Regions from separate parts of the Capsicum annuum genome. Here region 2 is linked to region 1. Evidence: chromatin contacts called from public Hi-C data. All regions are on one chromosome and are shown on one strand. The core of a region is the stretch at or near the end of the contact, and the rest is flanking DNA. Distances in the headings are between cores, read along the strand shown.

The links. Hi-C and Micro-C count contacts between places; a contact is called where the count stands out from the background.
Region 2: a contact with region 1 is called in a Hi-C map of leaf, with 2.4 times the contacts expected there. The contact joins the promoter of LOC107869793 here to the enhancer-like site in region 1. A contact is called at or near these places in 2 of 5 Hi-C or Micro-C datasets (leaf and placenta).

What each region holds. Positions count from the first base shown.
Region 1 is chr4:18,383,471-18,388,701 of UCD10Xv1.1, forward strand. No RefSeq gene overlaps it. Among protein-coding and RNA genes, the nearest start is that of LOC107869794, 46 kb to the left of the region's middle. Within about 2 kb of position 1,856, at least 1 of the 5 cell types and tissues checked has an H3K27ac peak or open chromatin away from gene starts, as enhancers often do. A contact at or near this core is called in leaf, where this site is marked.
Region 2 is chr4:18,469,349-18,474,113 of UCD10Xv1.1, forward strand. LOC107869793 (protein EXPRESSION OF TERPENOIDS 1) reads left to right here and starts at 2,607. Exons shown (of 2, transcript XM_016716224.2): 1 at 2,607-3,560. The coding sequence starts at 3,020.

The DNA of each region.
Region 1 (5,231 bases), core at 606-3,105:
TAGACAGTATTTTAAAAAGTTAGAAGTTTATAAGAAAAAAAAAAAAAAAAAAGAGGAACATTCATTAAATAGTTATCCGTGATTTTTTTTTTTTTAAATGTGAAAATTATCATATGCCTACTTTTTAAATTGTTTATTGCAAGTTGTAACTGTATTTTTTTTCTTATAATCATTAAATTATATTTTTTAATTGCAAGTCATATCAGATTTGATAAATTATACTAATAATTTTATTTTTTATTATGTTAATTTTTTTTATCATAAATTAATGTGTAGATATTTATTAGAAGAATAAAAAAATGAGTATTTGATTCCTTTCTAATCAGATCTCTCTCCTCTTTTTACTCCTTCATTTATCTATTTCTCTTTCCACTCCTCTCCATGGTTCCTCTTTTTTAAGAATATACAAATTAAGTGCAATCTCCATTAGATTTTTGAGTTTCTGCAATTTTAATTTATAGATTTCTTGTCTTTATATCTTGTTTCATCTGAATATATGTTGAAATTTCTCTCTTAATTTTATATACAACTCATTCACTTTTCGTTTTCAGTGACGACTTTCTTTAGTTAACTATCTAATTTTTGACGTAGATAGAAACGATGTAATACTAAAATTTATTTTCTATATATGAAAAAGATTTTAAAAAAAATGAAATTCATTGAGATAAATATTTTTTAATAAAAATGCTAACTATTTTGAAACGAAGAAAGTAATCATTAACACGTAATACACCTTTAAAAGAAAACATATTTTTACTAAATTATCCTCAACAAATAATGGTATCAATTTAATATTATTTTTTGATTATATAAAATTTATATATCTAATTAAGTATAAAATTGAAAAAAAAAAAAAAAGTCAACATCTTCCTGATATTTTTTCTTTAAAAAAATATAGTCGTGTGAAAGCTAAAAATGCCAAATATGGAAGGAAGGAAGTAAAGTAAATTACCTCTTTGTCCTTTTGCATCTTGGTAAAATTAAGGTAAATTTATTGCTATATATTTTTTTTTTTCAATTGAAGCATAAATTAGATCTTATTTATATTAAATGATTTAATATCATATGTTCCCCTCTATATTCTTTTCTACAGGTTTAGGAAAAATATAATTTGTACAAAATATTTTAAATCATTTAATTAAAAGTTTTTGGAATTTCTTGAATTTCATTCAAGGTAAGTTCACGACTTACAAAAATAATGTGTGAAAAATTAATAGTATCAAAAAAATATATTTCTCCATTTATATAGTTACAAATATCATAATTTAGCGGGTTAGTCTGTATAAAATCAAATTACTTGTCCTTTTGGTATTTGTTAATGTTTTGCTAAACTTGCTTTCTCATAAATAATTTTTTTCTTTAAAATTTATCAAATTATTTAATTAAGGAACATAATAATTAAGATACTTATAAAAAAATATGATTAAATGCAACTACACTAGATTAATTATGCAATAAAAATAACATAAATTACACTTATCTTATTTGATTAAAATTACATTAATTAAATTTGGATCCGGGTTTAGCACGGGCCTCGTGCGACTAGTAGTAATAATATATGCTGAATTAATATCTAAACTATCTCCTTAGTAAAATATCGTTATATAAAGTGGGATGGTGAAAATGAGCAAGTTTAATGCTGACAACTTCTTCATTCTAGTTATGTTTTTCAACTAGATATATTTTCGTTTAATAGGACATGCTAACCTTGAGATATTGATTGAGGATGTAGTAGATTTTAAATATGAAAGTCTTGTAAAATTAACCCCTCATTGTCTTCCTGTATTCACTAGATTCGTGAAGCATATTTCTTCTTTTCCCTTTTGTGGTAATTTACTTTTATACTTATTTATATGTGTTTGAAATTCTAGGAGACGGAGTTGCTTAAGAGTGAGGTACAAAAGGAAACTATGAGGAGCAAGGTAGATATTGTTCTGACTACTTATTGTGGACAAGAATGGTACTCAAAATTATCTACTTAATGTGATTTATGCGGCTAACTTCTTTTGGGAGAAGTAACATGCTGATTTTGTTTTATTTTCTTCATAAGGGTGCTATGCAATTATAGAGAAATACCTCAATTAGTTGGTTTCTATTGCTGAATGTACTACCACATGATTATATTGAGTTGAATTTTTGTTGAGAAAAAATTGTCTGTTTCCACTTAATTATTGGGATAAGATTTTTTTTTTTCTTTTAAAAACGAATACTCAAAAGAGTTATTCAATTTCAATCACTTTTTCCGTGGATTTAGTCGAGGTGCCGCAAGCTGGCTCGGACGCCACGGTTATTAAAAAAAAAAGGAGTTATTCAATGACTTTCTGGAAGATGAAGGTTAGGCTTTGCTTGTCTGATTTTTTCTGTGAGTAAGAAAACACACTTAACACCTGCGTTATATTCCAGACAAATTTATAGTAGAGAGTTGTTTTTTCTACTAGAGTTATGCTTTAAGGTCTCTGTTGCTAACTCTCCCTGAATAAAATTCAGTTATTGCAGCCACAACTATAGCTCAAGTAAGAATTAATATCAACTGAAATTATGGCACATATATGTATCACATAACAGAGTATTCAAGATGAGGTGCCTTGGTGTATGCTATTTGCAGATGACTTGGTGCTAATTGATGAGACGCGGGGGGAGTGTCAATGATAAATTGGAGGTTTGGAGGCAAACCCTCAAATCTAAGGGGTTTAGGTTGAGTAGATCCAAGACGGAGTATTTGGAATGCAAGCTTAGTGAATCGAAGCAGGAGGACAGAGTGGTGGTGAGGTTGGATTCCCAGGATGTTTGTAAGAGGAACAGTTTTAAGTATCTCGGGTCTATGATTCAAGGGAATGGTGAGATTGATGAGGATGTCTCTAAACGTATTGGAGCAGGTTGGATGAAGTGGAGGCTCGCCTCGGGAGTGTTGTGTGATAAGAAGATATCCTTGAAGATTAAAGGCAAGTTCTACAAAGTGGCATTCCGTCCAGCTATGCTATATGGTGCGGAGTGTTGGCCAGTCAAGAACTTCCATATTCAAAAATTGAAGGTAGCGGAAATGAGAATGTTGCATTTGATGTGTGGACGTACTAGAGGAGATAGAGTTAGGAATGAGATTATTCGGGAGAAGGCGGGAGTGGCTTCGGTGGAGGACAAGATGCAGGAAGGAACCCTGAGATGGTTAGGGCATGTGATGAAGAGCGGCATGGATGTCCCAGTGCGTAGGTGCGATCGGCTAGCTTTGGATGGTGTCAGGAGATTATAGGTTAGTCGAAGAAGTACTGGAGAGAAGTGATTCGATAGGACATGGAGCTGTTACAGCTGTCTGAGGACATGACCCTAGATAGGAAGGTGTGGAGGTCGCGAATAAGGGTAGAAGGCTAGTGCGTGGGTGGGTTGTAACTAGTAGTTAGGGAGATCCGTTGTAGCCGGGTTAGTAAGCCTACGACTGTGTACATTGGTAGAAGCCACTAGTGTATGCTACTCCTAGGGGCCGCCTTTTTCTCTTTTTCTCTTCCTTACCTTTTTCTTATTTCTTATTTTCTGTTTTTATTTTAATTTTTGTATTGCTCTTTTTCATGGCTCGCTTAGCTCTACTGTTATTATTTCTCATTTCTTATTTCGTTTATGCCACCCATTTCGTGTCATATATTACTATGACCTTGTTGACTATTCATTATCTTGAGCTGGGGGTCTATCCGAAACAACCTCTCTACCTCTTCGAAAGTAACGGTATGGACTGCGTACATTTTACCCTCTCCAGACCCCACTTGGTGGGAATACACTGGGTTTGTTGTTGTTGTTGTTGTTATATTGAGTAGGTAAACTTATTAGTATAAAATTGTCACACCCCTTTTTTACCAAAAAAATATAATTTTAAGATTGAAAAGAATTTTAATTATTAAGTGACAAAAGATAAAGTTTGTTCCGAAAAGGATTTTTAACAATCAAAACTCGGAGTTGCCACTTGGCATAAATCTGGTGTACCAAGTCACCTTTGGAAATTCCTTTTCAAAATAATTTTTGACTCTTTCAAAATTGGTCTACGAACAGAGATTTTGGTTAAAGAATTTTGTTGATCGATGAAAAAGTGTGAGGCACCACTCGGTCCCATGGTTCGACTATGGTCGCTTTGTGGAGTATATCGGTTAGAACGACATTGTAGAATGTATAAACTAACACAGAAACAAGAAAACAAACAACCAATACAATCAAAACTCCTAAAATAGTGTCCAGTCCAATTTATTACAAATCAAAACAAAAATGCTGAAATGAAACCTAAACTATTCTAATTGTCCTAACTATACTTTATCCGATGCCTCGGGCCTTGATCACGCGCTTCCTTTACGTACATGACACTTTGGGGCATTCCCCGGTAAATAAATACATTTGATGAAATGCAATAACAATGGAGAAATCACTCAACACAAATATTTATACATTCAATGATATAGAATCCTACGAGTTGCCTACCCAACCTAAGATTTTCCTATTAAATTTTTGGCCTAAAATATGATACTACCGAATTCAACAACATCCATCAATGAATTAAAATAATCAACATTCACCTTATTCGATTCTTAAATCCTCCCCCAAATTTCATCCTCACTCACAATTAACTAATTCTTTGACTATCACTTAGATTTTTCAAGACCCAAGTTCCAACATCAACCACATACATACAACAAAGATTCAAGCATGCTAAACACACAAATCATTCACAATCACATAAAAATTAAGGGGAGACAAGAGAGAATTGGACCTCAAATACTTTTTCAATTGGAATAATCCTCCCGACTAGAACCGAGATCAAAATCTTGAAACAAAACTCGACCTCCGATTACACTCGTTCCTGTTCCGTCACGAATTTTGACTTATGAATCTAGAAATGGAGAAGACCCCATCTGATTTTTATGCGTAATAGGTTTGTTTTAGTCATTTTAAGATGAAGAAAGTTGTTCATCGGAACTGACTGATGTTTTCCAACTGATTTTTGATGTTATTCAGGCGTAATCTCGTCAGAGATGACCCAAACGCATCAGTTTTGGTCGGAAAAGAGTGGACAATGATTGGTTTATTTTTTCAAAGTTCCGACGAGATCAGCCGACGACGAAATTGGAGAAATAGGTGAATTTTAGAGAAGGCTGCAGCGTTCTCCAGTAAGGATTCACCGAAAAAATATCTCCCCTCCTTTTGTCTCTCTCTCACTTGCTTTCCCTCTCTCTCACACCCTTTTCATCTCAATTACC
Region 2 (4,765 bases), core at 1,357-3,856, 87 kb after region 1:
ATGGGACGGGGGAGTATCAACTAACTGCCCATGAGTTTGAATGTAGCTAGGAGAGATATTACTGCCAAGAAGTTCATCCCAAACAATTCACTTCAATATTTGTATCCATTCATAAAAGTAATTGTGAATTCATGATTTTTACTAAGGAATTTTGAAAACAAAAAATGTAATGTTTGCAATTTGAACTTGGAATCTCAAGATCAATTTTGAAACCCCACAAACACTAATTATCTTATGTTTAGGAAGTTTAAAATATGTCACAGTAAAATTAATGTACACACTCAAAATATCAGATATTTCAATATAATGGAGTACTTAAACACGTAGTAAAATATTTTTATCCTACACCTTCTAATTTAAATTTTGATAAAAATTTGTGTGCTTTCAAACGTCTACCAAGAGTTAGAAAAGATATGTGACAGTCAAGCAACATATACGTCTCATGAATCGGAAAAGATTGAGGCTTTGAGCTTCTTGAGACTATTGCCAAAAAAAAAAAAAAAGGCAATGTGATTAATTCATTATTAAAAAATCATTTCATTATAAACTATTTATTTAAAAGTAAAATAGCAAAACACTTCTTTCTTTTTAGGAGTAAGTAATTTTAAAAAGATATTTTTTTCGTTTTAATTTGTTTGACTTACTTTTTCTTTTAATTCATTTAAAAAAGAATGATCGAAGAAGAGCCCTGAAGTAACTGATAAATGATCGAAGAAGAGCCCTGAAGTAACTGATAAAGTTGCTGCATGTGACCAGGGGGCCGCAAATTCAAGCCTTGGAAACAACCAGAAATGTAAGTAAAATTGTGCACAATACACTCTTGTGGTACTATGTACAATACACTCTTGTGGTGGGACTATTCCCCTAATCCTATGCATATTGAGAGCTTTTCCTTTTTTAATTTCAAAGTTTCAAATGACATATTTAAAACCATAAATTTTAAGGATATTTTATTTCACATATATTTGATTTAAGACCGATAGATTTTCAAAAATCTTTTTATTTTCTTAAATTTTGTGCCAAGTCAAAACAGATCAATCAATTTAAAATGAAAAAAAAAAATACCTAAACTAAAAGTATTACTTATTTTGAAATGAATGAAAATATATTGTTAGGATTTTTACCCTAATTTTCTTAATATATTTGAAGTTTATTTTTCTTGAAAAAAAAAATAAAAACAATACCATGATTACTTTTATTTTTTTTGAAAATATATACTCTATCATATTTCGTTATTTTTTGCTTGGAGAAAAAATTTTAAAACTCTATAAATAGAAGATCTGTTTTGTCATACCAGAACACAATAACATCTACGATATAGTCGTTTAAAGAATCTTATTTAAGAGGAGATTTTTTTCTAATAAATTTTATATTTTTTAAATTAATTTTTTATATATAGATGAGTTGATCAAATCATATCAATGATATATTTTTTTATTATATTATTATTTGTTGCCTGATCTATCCCTCTTTATAATTTGCAAATGATTAGCTTTCACATAGCGAATAGCGCCACAACTACTTTCAATCCAAAATATATAATCAATTTTAGTAGGTGTTTGATCATGATTAGAATCTTTCAGAGTTGAAATTGCGTTTAATAGTGAAATAAATTGAAGTTTTTTTTTTACTTTTTGTGAGGAAAGTTAAAATAATTTTTTTAATTTTTTAAAATATAATTTTAAATTATATTTAAAATTCTTATAATTAAATATTATAACTTTTACTAAAGTAAAATATTTATTTTTAAACGGGCTATTAGTGTGGATTGGGTTAAACACAGAGACAAACAAAATCAAAACTTAAATTGGTGTGGCTGCAAGCAGCACAGGACAAAATCAGAGAGTTGGCACTTGGCAGAAAGAGAGTTAAATTGTTGCCATTTTTTCAGGCCATTGGCGGCTACGTACCTCTTAAATGCTCCCCACCAAATACAACCAAATTATAAGAAAAATCTTTCCCATATATTTGGTATGTGTTTGATAATATTATTTATAATATTTTAAAATATAATTTTTACTTTATTTTAAAATATTTATTTGATTATCAAATTAAATATATACTTGAAATATATTTTTTATTCATGGACAAACAGCTCCCTAATCTCTATTATCACCAAAAGTCCTTCCTCGGTATTTTTAAATGAAATGCAATTTGCTCTCACAATTTCTAGATAGTACTACCACCGTTCTGTTTTATGACATCCTTTAATTTGATATAATATGTTTTTAAATTTATGATCTAAAATTATCTTTAGATATTTGTGTGATTATAATTATTTTATTAATGATAAAAAAATTAAAACTAAATTGTTTCTAATTATAGTAGTATGACATTTTCTTTGAGAAGGAATTAAAAGGAAAGAGTTATAAAAAAGAAAACGAGTAATAATATTCTCTTCGTCTCAATTTATGTGACACATATTTCTTTTTAATTTATTTAAAAAAAATATTTAAAAAATAATATCATTTTTTCTACATTTATTTGAGATTACAAATTTGAAAACACTTCCTCTCATTCTTTAAGTCTCGTCTAAAATTAAATAATATCACGTAAATTATAACAGAGAAGATAAAGACTATTTATATACTCCCCTATACAATTACTCTCCCCTTACACACTTACATACATTGGTGATATTCAACTTTGTTTTAGTTCTTTTCTTTTTTCTTTCTTAAGAAAGGTAAATTAAGGGAGAGTGAGTGAGAAAAAGACCACTCTTCCTTAATTTCTTCTTCTTTCTTTTATCTCACAAATCAAGAAAATCAAGGAACTTTATGTGAAAAGCAAAGATTATGGGTTCGGTTAGGAGAAAGTACGGTTGCAAGGCTGAAATTTAAAAAAAAAATTGACGAGAGGACATCATCAAAATTGAAGCTCGTGGCTTATTCATACATCAAAAGTTCTTGGATATTGTTGACTGACCAAGAGCTCGTTCTTGATTCTATGGAATCGTATCAAAAGTAGTCTCTGTGTGTCCTTATGTTATGGATTCTGAGTCACAATTATATATAGAAAAATGGCTGGATTCTTTTCACTAGGAGGAGTAGGAAGAGAAGAAACAAGTAGTCAAGAAAATTATCGTCATCATCAAGAAAACACAAGTACACACAATTGGTTCTTGTACAAAAATCATTATCAAGAATTACCAACATACAAAGGTTTCGAACTATGGCAACAACAACAACAATCTCATCACGACGAACAAAATTACCAACTTCTTCGAAATTCAATTATTAATCCATTTGGATTAGATATTGGGCCTAGTCATGATCATCATGGAGGGCTCAATAATTCAAGATCTATGTCTAATTTTATGATGATGAGAAGTAGTAATAGTGGAGCAATTAGTTGTCAAGATTGTGGTAACCAAGCTAAGAAAGATTGCCAACATATGAGATGTAGGACTTGTTGTAAGAGTAGAGGTTTTCAATGTCAAACACATGTGAAAAGTACTTGGGTTCCAGCTGCTAAAAGAAGAGAAAGGCAACAACAACTTGCTTCTTTGAATCAACAAGAAGAAAATAAGTTCAAAAGGCAAAAAGATGATCCAATCACTGGTAATATTTTTGTCTTTCTTATTTTTTTCCTTTCCTTTTATTTTATTGTTTCCAATTGTCCTTCACTGCTATAGTGGTAGAGCTAAAAGTTTTACTACAATTTGACAAGAAAAGTTGAAAAAAATTCAAGAACATCACGCTTGGGTTTTCCTTATATTGAGGGGATCTTACAATTATATTTTACTTTCTTCAATCGTTCTTTCATGGCAAAGTTAAAAATTTCATCATAAATTCTGATAAGGAAATTCAAAAAGATTCAAGAACGTAATGCTTGAGTTTCCTTTATGGTGAGGGGATCTAAAATTTATTCTTATCTTAATTTCTTCAATGTTCTTTATGGTGAAACTAAGAAATTTCGTCATAAATTCTGACAAGGGTATTTGAAAAAATTCGAGAATGTCATGCTTGGGCTTTCCTTATGTTAAAGGGATCCAAGATTTTATGCTCTCATCTTAATTTCTCATTTTTTTTTTTTCAATCATTCATTCTGCAGTGATGTAGTTAAAAGTTTCATCATATATTCTTCTAATGAAATTCGAAAGAAAAAAAGCTAGAAGATCTCCCTTGGACTTCCCTTAAGTTGAAGGGATCCAAGATTTTATACTTTTATCTTATTAATTCCTCCTTTTCTTCTATCGTTCTTCACTATAGAGGTAGCTCTACCACAAATTCTGACTAGGGAATTCGAGAATGTGACACTTGGATTTCCCTTATGTTGAAGGGATCCGAAGATTTTTTACTCTTGTCTTAGTTCATCATTTTCTTCCGTTGTCTTTTACTACAAAGACCAAAACTCTAATAAGAAAATTCAAAAATTTCAAAAGCACCACATTTTGAGATTTAACATGTATCTTTCCTTAGGTCTTAGTGAATTCAAAATTTTCTAGTCTTATATGTAAAAGAAATTATTTTTACCCTATAAGGAGATTAAATCCCTTCATTTTATGTGGCTAATGTTCTACCTAAAGGATTTAATAAACTTCAATAATTTTGGTTTCGAGTTTAGACCTTATATATATGTTCGTATAAATTCACTTGATAAATGTAAATAATTTATTCAAAATTTATAAATTAATTTAAAAAAATAAAAAAATTATAAAACATAAAATTCTTATTTCGGTTCTACTGTCTCATAAATTCATGTACTGAAATTTGATTGACTAAACGCTGAAGAGTACTCATAATTAACTACTGTTATGATGATT